Linked DNA regions of Mus musculus: region 2 is linked to region 1. Evidence: chromatin contacts called from public Hi-C data. All regions are on one chromosome and are shown on one strand. The core of a region is the stretch at or near the end of the contact, and the rest is flanking DNA. Distances in the headings are between cores, read along the strand shown.

What was found. Hi-C and Micro-C count contacts between places; a contact is called where the count stands out from the background.
Region 2: a contact with region 1 is called in a Hi-C map of uterus, with 6 times the contacts expected there. The contact joins two enhancer-like sites. A contact is called at or near these places in 1 of 15 datasets of contacts at CTCF or cohesin (pro-B cells), 2 of 484 Hi-C or Micro-C datasets (B cells and uterus) and 1 of 115 datasets of contacts at active chromatin or transcription factors (large pre-B cells).

The regions. Positions count from the first base shown.
Region 1 is chr12:79,439,817-79,444,805 of GRCm38.p6, reverse strand. All of the region lies in intron 7 of Rad51b (RAD51 paralog B), which reads right to left. Among named protein-coding and RNA genes, the nearest start is that of Rad51b, 150 kb to the right of the region's middle. Within about 2 kb of position 1,620, at least 46 of the 459 cell types and tissues checked have an H3K27ac peak or open chromatin away from gene starts, as enhancers often do. A contact at or near this core is called in uterus, where this site is marked.
Region 2 is chr12:79,993,527-79,999,302 of GRCm38.p6, reverse strand. No RefSeq gene overlaps it. Among named protein-coding and RNA genes, the nearest start is that of Gm36834, 23 kb to the left of the region's middle. Within about 2 kb of position 4,407, at least 61 of the 459 cell types and tissues checked have an H3K27ac peak or open chromatin away from gene starts, as enhancers often do. A contact at or near this core is called in uterus, where this site is marked.

The DNA.
Region 1 (4,989 bases), core at 371-2,870:
TTGTTAAACAAAACAACGTTTAAAATGCAAATTTTGAATGTGCCTTTTAAATCTGAAAAATAATGACTTTGGATATAAATGTATTACAGATTAGCATATTTCTATTAAATTTCACTATTGCTCTTTGACTTAGGAAATTCTCTATTAACAACTGTATCTGACTGACTGGAGTATTTTCTAGTTTTTTTCCTACTGATATAGGTGTTATAAGCAGAATTTTCAACAGAAATTCAATACTTACATGGTGGCTCACAATCAACTGTACGTTCAGCCCGAGAGGATCTAACACTCTCTTTTGACCTCCAGGGGCACTGCTCACACATGGCGCACCAACATGTATACAATAAAAAAATCCACGGACATTAAACTAAAGGAAAAAGCTTTAAAATAAAGCACATGTTCTCAAAGCCGACAAGTATCAAGGGGGTCAAGGCTGACGAAGTTTGAGGGAATAGCAAAGGCTTCTCCATCAAACCAAAACTGAGGCAAATGCCGCACCACATGGACTAACAATGTAAACAGAGGAGAGTGTTCCTGGAAGAGTAGAAGGTAAACTGGAAAAGAAAAAAACAGAAAGAACTGAACAGAAAAAAAGGAAGAGAGGAGTTCTCTTTAATAATATTAACATTTCAAAATAAGTAAAAAGACTTCATTCCAATAAAGTCAGACACAAGGCATTAATAGGAACTATTTTCTGACTACTTATCCCCCAACACACATTACCCCCACACACACTTTCACCACACACACACACACTTTCAGTTTACTGTAACTCTTGATGAAAAATGAATTTCACGACATTAAGGCCCCATAACCATACGCACTAATAAATCAGACTTCAACAAATTTGAAGCCTGGTGCTCTTCAACAAATGCCATGAAGAAACTGAAGGTACACTGGATAAAAGAAGGCATCATGAGTGATATCTAGGGATGATTTCAAATATGATAACCCAAGCCAGCCAAAGCTTTGGAACTTCACACCAAAAAGCCTAAAAGGTCTTACATACAGAAAAAGGTTGTTTCAATGTTATCAGTCAATAATAAAACACATGTTAAAACTCAATGAGATGTTGCTTTGCACACACTAGAATTAAAAAAAGATAAAAGAATGGCAACAGGGCGCACAGCATTAGTCAGCAACAGAGTGACCACTGCCAACAGCTCATCACTTGCTGGTAAATTGACTATAATTCACCATAGACCCAGCAACATACTTCCAAGTATTCACTGAAGCAATTAAAGCTTGCATTTATGAAAGACACTCACAAATTAAGAACCCTTTATCTGTAATTCCAAAATAAAGATGAGCAGAATGTCTGTTAGTACATAAGGCAATAAATGACAGCCTGTTTGTACAGAGTGTACTATGCAGGGATCTTTTTAAAAAGATGAACAAACAACTCAGACATGCCACAAATTATCCCCGAACAGAGCAGAAGCCAGACACAAAAGGATATATACCATTGAGTCCATTCACTTGGGATTCTAAAACTTACAAAACTATCCTCCTGTGATCAAGAAGGATCCTATTGTTGTCTGGGGACAGGGTGGGGACTGCATCACAGAGGCACAAGGACATTCTCTGACAAGATGGAGATGTTTTATAATTGACCACGGGGATGGTTATGAGACACACATTCTTCAGAGGTCAGTGGACTGCAGCCTGAGGCCTGAATTGTAATGTTCCATCCCAGCACTCCAAATTAAAAACAAAACAAAACAAAATCATGAAACCTTGATGAGTTCTCTTGGGAAAGTGTTATAAAGCAGCATTCTTGGCCCTTCCATGCTTTCCAAATTCCTGTCGTCACACGAGCTCTCTCTTTTACACAATTCCCGCCATTAAGGCAACTAGTCACACCTTGACACAGCCAGAGACATGCTCACCAGAGTCAAATCAGCAGGCCATCTGATCTCAGCTGCCAATCTCAAAACTGTTAGCTAAGTAAACTTCGTTTTTTTTTTAAACTTAGTACCAAGCCTCTGATATTCTGTTATTATAAAAGAAAACAGATCAATACAAGTCATGTACTTTTTATCACACTTAAGTTTAAAAAAAAAAATCCTGACCTGCTCCAATGATCTCACTGAGAGGCAAACACCCTCCCTTCAGCATACTGTGAGTAAAACTGAAGGCCACATAACAACATAGGCATAAAGTTTTTGCTGAAACCCAAACATAATAGTTCATGCCTCTAAATCTCAGTATTCAGGAGGCCGAGGCAGGAGGATTACAAGTTTAAGATTAGTGTGGGCTACACAGCAATGTCTTAAAAGACACATACACCTCTTGTTTAGTCCCACTGGTTTTCATACACACGTTTCCCTATGAGAGCCAGGGACGGTGAGTAGAATCCCAGCCCCTGAGGTGTAGGTTAGGAGGGTTACAAGTCTGAGGTCTGCTGAGCTACACGAGAGACAAGACTCTGTCTCAAAGCGGGGTGGGGGAAGAAAGAAAAAGAAAACTGAAAGTGATTTGGTTGACAAAAATCTAAAAGGAAATACTATTTTTAAGTTGAAAAGATAGTGGGTTTTCTTTGCATCATTTACTGATTTTAGAACAATGAATACAGCAACCACCAGTGACTCTACTCAATGAGAAAAGAACGCAGAGCACATCTGAGAGACTCTGAAAGGCCCTCGAGATTACACGGACAGTATATTCAGACTTCCTTCTCAAGTGGTTTTAAACGTGTTTGACATGTTTTATGTGTTGGATGAAAAATTTAAGGCTGCCCAACTTTTATAGCATGATTTTGATTTCAAGTCCCATCTCCTATATCCAAACTAATTTGTAAAACTTTTCAGGAAGTTATACACAACTTTAAACTTCATTAAAGCTGCAAGCGTATGTTTAAACGTCAGCGAATGGCATTGAAAGCATGTTTACTGAAGTTTCCATAAACACACTCTAGAACTCAGAAAGGCAGGTCTGCTGATTATGTTGGAAGAGTCAAAGGTCACCAATGATGGCTTACATCTTCTCTTGAAAGCCCTCCTCTTTCTTCCTCTGCTGTCTTTTAAAGAGTCATCTTATCTCTTGTGCTGTAAAATAAGTTTAAACAGTTCCCACCCAGATCTAGGGCCATTCAGTGTTCGTGGTTTTGAGCCTGCCCCACTCAAATTAATCAATATTTCCTCAGCAAACACTGGGATTTAGTACTGAGCTGAAAGGAAAATAAGAAAAGGCTTTGTTAATTGAAAGAAACGACAACCCTGGAAGCCACTTGGGTAATATTTTAAAGGCACTTTTGTAAGTCATTGAAGGTAGTCTCCAGCTCATATGCAGTCCTCTTCCACACAAGTCAAAGCTGATCTACAGGATCACCAGGGTCTGGTCAGAGTGATGGTGTGTAGCTTCCAAGATCTCTCGGCGTTTCGAGACTTCAGAGCCAGTGCCAGCATTGAGCAACAACATGACGCCATGACCCTCTATCTGCAGGGTTTTTAAGTCGTGGATGACCACAATACTTCACCTCACAACTCAGCAAAGACACAACCCCAGAAACACCTGACCAGAAACGTTAAGGCTCCTGAGTACTGACATCCTGTTTATTTAACATGTGAGATCACTCAAACGAGGGCCAAAAATCAAATCCTTCATTTTTAAAGATTCCTATATCTAGTGTAGCTTACTGATTTTTGGCTGTATTACATGTCTTCTCTTGATTAAATGATTCTGGGGATGAGAGAGTATTTACTTGTTTATTTACAAAAGAATGAGTGTTGGAGAAACCTGATAATTCTTGCTGATCTGCAGATAAATAGCATTAGTTTAAATTGTTTACTATTTACATTTTGGGAAAAATTCTTTAACCTTAAAGGCAAAATTGTCCTTAAAAGAGGATAAAATGTTTATGTATTCATATTTACTGTACTGGATATTTGACAAGAGTTTGATTTTGTTTTGTTTTGTTTTGTTTTGTTTTTTTAAACTGGGATTGAACCTAGGGCTCTACCACCAAGCTACATCTCAGCTGCAACCCCCCAACCCTCCCTTCCCCAACTTATTTTTATGTTGAGACAAGACTGTACTAAGGAGTCTTGAACTCAGAGTAGCCCAGGAAAGCTCTGAACTTGTGGTGCTCCTATCTCAGCCTCTCCAAGCTGGGGTTACAGATCTGAATCACCAATTGTGTTTTTAACATTAAGTATGAAGACGATATTACAGATCACTTAAGCCGGTGCCTCCATATGCAGAACAGCTCTTCTCACTTGACAGGAACATCTGTTCTTTCCTAACTTGTTGAGTTTAGAGGAATTTTAATAATTTACTGTTCTCACTGAGACCCGACCAATTCTCCTAATTTCTTGTAATGTATTTGGGGGTGGGGATAAGCTCAAGATTGGTGCTCGGTGTGGGAGTGTCACCTTTCCATGGTGTCCTGCACAGTGGAGCACTATTATTTTATAAAGAAGAATTGGAAAAAAGAAACCTCCCATGGATTTATAGGAAATAATTTAAAGATACATTATCAAGTAAAATCTCAGACTAACACTCTGTGTAAAGACGAAGACAAAAATCAAGGATATGCTCACATAAATCTAGACACCATGAGGAGAAACAAGCACAGGAAGGGTAAAAGCGAAACTGAAGTTACAGGGATGAAACAGCAAAGAAGGGAGCTGGCCCTTCTCTGGGTACATTTCTTTGCACAGACACTTTGATGTTTTACACACATGCGCCCCCACATACGATTATCAGAAGATGGGAGTTAAAGTGTAAAATTGAAATCTAAATGGAACCGAATGAGTCAAGTTTTCACTTCAAATAACAAAACCATGCTGGAAGCAGCAGAAGGCAAGCAGAGACTAAACACTAACCCGATTATCACTTTATAAAATTACATGCGTTATTACTGTGTGGCCATGACGCAAATGTATACATGTGCGTGCCATAGCGCCATGTGAAGGCAGAGGGTCTGGAGACCTCAGCTGGACCAGTGAAACCTCTATCCACCCTGGTGTCTCTCGCACTCCCATAAGG
Region 2 (5,776 bases), core at 3,158-5,657, 550 kb before region 1:
ACGCTCTGCCACAGGAGACAGGTAGCCCAGGGGATGAGTAGGCACATGGGAGTTCACTAGTAGAGTCTCCAAAGTCAAGGTGGGTGCTGGAATAACAAGCAGACCCACAAATGGGATCAAGAACAAGCAAGGCAGAGCCAGTGGCTAACTCATTGGTCACAAACAGGCATCCTGGGGCAACGAAAGAAGGAAATCAGTCTCTCTTCCCCCAGAAATGACTGCATTTCTCCATATTGGCAGACTTTCCAGCTTTCACGGGGCCTGACTCTTTGGGGAATCTTGTTTTCTTTGCCTTACACTGACCGGTTAAAAATAGATGGGTGAAATGTGACTGGCCGGAGAGTCTTTGACCTCTTTCAGATTTAGCTTTTGGACCAAGTTAAGAGAATCAATTCTAACCCTTATTTTGTGAAGAACAGCGCTGGGAGGGAGGATGGGTAGGAGATGCTCCACAAGGACAAGCTGAAGGGAGGTGCAGTTCTTTAGCTTAAGTAAGTAAGAATCATGTTTCCTGATAGTGGTGGCCGTGTCAGGGGAGGAGCTTTTAAAAATCAGCCAGCACAACTACTATATTATAAAAGAGGAATTTCTATCAAGGCTAAATCATAAAACTGATTATAAATAACTTCAAAAATGCTTATCTTTGCCTTTCTTCTACAATGTGTGTGTGTGGAGGGGGCGGATTACATGCTGTCCAAATTCCCCTAGTAGCCATAAATAGCCACATTTTGTTACTTACTGCTAAGTATATTCTAGCACCAACCCAACACCCTACATGGTTAGACTTTTCTCCTAATAGCGACCTATGATACCTCACATGTGTTAAGTCTTTACCAAATCAAAACAAAACATATTCCAGTCCACTCTTCACAAATATACTCTCATTAATTCCTGACATGGACTTGTAAGGAAGGGTTGGTTATTATTCTCATTTTCTAGAAGAAAAATCAGAAGTTTAAAGAAGTTAAATAGCCCTGTCTAGACAGTGGTAGAGATTGCCTTCAACTCTGGTCATTGAGATCACAGATCCTCTGCACTTAAGCCCTACTGTGTTCTCATCAACCCCGCCACAGCCCCCTCCACCCCTGAGCCTTGCTGAGCTTGTGTTTGGGAAGCTTGGCTCCTGATATAAGCAAATTAGTCTTCGTCCCAGCAGGAGAGAGATGGCACACTCCAACAGGGAGGTGGAAAATTACTTAGAAATAGGGCTACTCACAAGTTATGGGCTTACTCATAAGTTACTCACAAGGTAAGAGATACCAACAAGGCAAGATGAGGTCTCCCAGGGCTGGCAAGGGTGGGGAGCCCTGGGGCAAGGCAGACAGTATTGAGAGAAAGGGTCTGCAGGAGAGTGCCACTCTAGAGACAGTGGCATTAGGTGGAGGGAACAGCCAAGGCACACAGGCAAGCAGCAAATAGCCCAGTAGAGTGGAAACAAGGGAATGAAGCTTCTGACGTTGGTTCATGCTGTGTCTCTTGTTGGCGTCTCCTACTGGATGAACACAACTGAAGCCCTGTCCACGATACCAGTCTCCTGGCGTCATGGTGGGTTGATGGAGAAAGGAACTAAGGGTAAATGAATGTGTTCAAATAACAGATGAACAAACCTACTGGGTGAATGTTCTTACTTTGGGGGGTTCATGGGAATTCTTTAAGAGGCAAAGGGATGGTTTCTAAAGACTATAAGAGAGAATGCTAATTGTTAGGAGTCAGTATATATACACCAAGAAAAGAAATAAATAACCTGCCAGTTGCCCTTTATCAGATTCTGGCTCGAACCCTTCAGCTGGAGCCCCCAAGGCATCACAGAAGTCATTAGACGAGGACAGAGCCATCTGGAAGATCACATAAGCAGAGTGGCTGGGGAGGTGCTACAAGACTGGCCTCAAGGCTGTTGATACATGCCGTGTCAGCCTAGACAGGGATCCAGTAGTATCCCTGAGCCCTCTCATAGCCTTTCTCTGTGACCTTTCACCCAAGCTGGGGAAGACTAGTCAGGGGCTAGGCTTGCTTACTTGTTGCTCACAGTAGCTGAAACGTTGTGTAACAGAGCTGGGATCCTCAGAGGTCTCATAATGTGGGCTAAGAATGGCCAAAGGAGTCACAATGAATCCAAGGGATGAAGTGTACATCTGGAACACTGAGGCTGAAACAAATGAAATCTCCATGTTCAGGTATGGGGGTGTGCTGGCTCTTAGAGAGCAATCTTGATGTGAGTCAATGTGTATGACTATCACAAAAACTGGTGTGCTCTTAGGTGACATTCATAGAAGAGAAGTCTTAGACGACATTAACTGAGGAACTGCTGGATAAGGAAGGTATGATTTTCTTATTGTGTTTTGTGTGTGTTCATGTGTTTTTTGTGTGTTTTGTGTGTTTGTGTGTTTACTGGATTCTTTATTGGTTTGTCCTGTCTAGAGTATTTGTGTATGTGTGTTCATGAGTTTTTTGTTTGTGTTTTGTGTGTGTGTTTAATAGATTCTTTATTGGTCTGTCCTATCTAGTGTGTGTATGTGTGTATGTGTGTGTGTATGTGTGTATGTGTGTGTGTGTGTGTATGTGTGAGTCTGTGTGTTTACTGGATTCTTTATTGGTCTGTCCTATCTAGAGTGTTTGTGTGCGTGTGTGTTTGTGTGTGTGTGTGTGTTTGTGTGTGTGTGTGTGTTTGTGTGTGTGTGTTTGTGTGTGTGTGTTCATGTGCACTCATGTGGAGGCAGGATATTGATGCTGATATCCTTTCCTCAATTCCATCCTATTTGCTGAGACAGGGTTTATCTCCAAACCCAGAGCTCTATGATTGGATTAAGCTGATTGCTCAGCAAGCTCCAGGGATCTAAGTTTCTTCTTTACCTTGCTAGGGTTACACACAGATCACCACATCCAGCTTTTTATGTGGCTATTGCAGATCTGAACTTAGGTCCTTGTGCTTGTGAGGTAAGCCCTTTCCTGAGCCATCTCTCTAGCCTCTGCCTCATTTTTTAATGGAGAAGCAAAATAGAAATGGGATGGCACTTGGGATGAGGTATGGACGAGGTAAGAGAAGGTCACATGGAGAACATATGAAGAGAGCAAATGTGATGAATATGAAGGGTAAGAGTGAGGTCTTTGGGTATCTGAAAAGTGTTGATACAGGAGGGCTTTGCCTATGAGGGCCATAAAGAAAGCACCAGTGGGTGTCAGTTAAAGGCAGGGTGACTGGATCATATTCTGTGGCTAGTAGAACAGCATGTGGTGACATGACTCTGGCTGTGTTAGAGGTATTGGAGACATAAACTGTTAGAGAGGAAACAGTATCATCACATGAACAGGAGGTCCATGAGCCTAAAGAATCCCTGTGGACTCGACATATCCAATGCACGGCTGATGCTTGCTTTCTGTATCTCCTTCACACTACTGCTCATCAGCTTTGGTGAGGGGGCGGTGGTGGACCACATCCAGTAACTAGTCTTTAGTGCTTGGATCTCTGGCACTCCAAGACGGGCATTTCTCTTCAAGAGACTTTGGGGGGAATCTTTGAAAATGCAGATTTCCCCAGCATAGAGGAAGATCCTGGGTGTTCAGGCAGACCTGGGTGTGGCACACCTTTTTTCCTGAAACCCCAGACAGGTAATTTGCATCAAGCATCATCAACTCCCAGGAGTGGCTGAAGGGCTTCTGTCCCAGAGAGCCTTTGTACTAGTCTGTTTCCTGTGCTGTGCTGTGGGAATAATGATGACTACCATGCAGCATGTTGTAAGGAATGTATGAATGGATATCTGGGAATCCTGGGGCCAAGTCATAATCGCCACTCTTTCCATGCATTCACAGAGCTCAAAGTGATAGCCATGTCTGTGAAATCTTGGGTATCAGATACTCACTCAGGCCTTTATGTGAAATATGTGCACTTCTTTCCTTTAAAGTTGCTGGAAAAAGTTGGCATTTGGGGGCAGTTCCTGAATGGATGCACTGCTTCAGTAGCCTCCGACAATGCTTGTGCAACCCCCCCCCCCCACACTAACATCCCCTTGGATGCTCTAAAGGATGGTCTCTTGGGCTCCTTGTCCTAAGTTCAATGAATAGCCTGCCAGCTTCAGAAACCACTGCAAGGAGTGGCCATTCCTTTCCCTTCCCCATGGTTTCAGCCCCACAAGGCCTCTTCAGAGAAACCTGGTGTCTCTTTCCCCTGGACATTCTGTGCCACACAGTCAATCCCATCACGGTAGGTTCCTGCCTTCCAACCAGAGACATAAACACATGCTAGAGGTCTGGGACAAAGGTTCTGTTCTGGACCCACCTGAATTTTTATCTCCATTTTAAAGAAAGACTAGACAGACGCCCAATAAAAGCTTGCTGTTTAGGCTTTCAACCTTGTCACTAATCCCTTTGTGAAGTCAGAAGCAGGAAGAGTAAACATGTTAGCATTTATTCAGCTGACTGACGACAACATTGGGCAACTGTTTGTGATTTACAAACTAGAGCTGCCCACGGGCTCCACTCATGTGGCCGACGGCGTGTCTTTGTCTTAGTGATTGCAAATATTGTTAAAATAAAGCAGGAGATTTTTACGGGAAACTACGGATCTCTGGGCTCTCTTTAAAGAATCCAACAGAAACTGAGTCATGGCTTATCTCTAGGTCCCCTATATGTTGTGTTTTGGGCTTCTGCTGGTTCCCATAGGCATCTGAGTATTCAGCCCAAGGTTTGTTAGTTTCAAAGCTTGTGACTTCAACAGGAAAATCGGGAAACATTGAATTTGGAGACATTTGGCTTCCTGGGTTTATTTCCTGACTCACTATAGCTTGTGTTCTTCCAGCTTCCTCCAGCCCAACAGTCCCTTTCCTGTGGTACAACCAAAGCCTAGTAATGCCCACTGTGTGGGCCACGCCCCTTTGCCCATGTTCACAGTTCTTCGAGGTCCCCCTGAACCATGCCAGCTTTAGGAGTGCTAAGTGGGGGGCTGGGGTGGGGTCAGGCTTCAGCCTGGCTGTATTTCCTTGACTTCGCTTTATCTCAGAGACCGCAGTAGTTCCCAGGCATGGGGGAGGGGGTGGCCTGTGATGGCTGGCCTTCTCCAGAACCTCCTATCAGAGCAGTAATGGTCTGCTTGTCCTGTTACAGTGATCCTGAGACTGCCCACACTCAACAGGGCAGGAGGGACCCTGCTGGGGTTCTGCTTCCTGCTCTCTGCAAGGGCAGATTTCAAAGCTCTCAGTTCACTCCTTCTTCTCTGCCCCCTCCCACACTCCTTTCCTCCCCAACATTCCTTGTTTCTTGTTTATATTGCAGAAAACATCTGTGAGAGTAAATGGCCGGGATGAAAGATCTTGGCAAAGGGCTATTTTTCTTTGCTTGGCTTCAAGGGAGCCAGATGAAGACTTGAGCCTCACAGAGCCTTCCCCCAAGCCCTGGCCCCAGAGGGGAGAGAACTAGATCTGAAGGAAGACAGACCAGAAGGTGGCCCAGCCAGGCTCCCCAGGCTGGAAGGTTGTTTTTCCACTAGAACTGGCTGGCCCGGAGGAAAGTAGATCCCCTGTGTGTCCCCAGATGGTTCTGTGGGGGGTTTCCTGCCTACTCTGTCCCCTACTGTTCCGCACTCTTCTGGGTTTGGTGACCTGTTTTGCAGGGGAGATTCTCACACCTTTTCTGTCTCTTGCCTTTCTCCAGAGCAGTTGTGCAGTGCAGGAAGTGGCTGCCTGGGCACTGCACACACTCTTTTTCTAAAGCTTTATACAGTTTTATCCAAGCTAGTGACTTCTCTGGGTCTTAGATTCTCCATCAGGGGTGTGGGGATAATGGT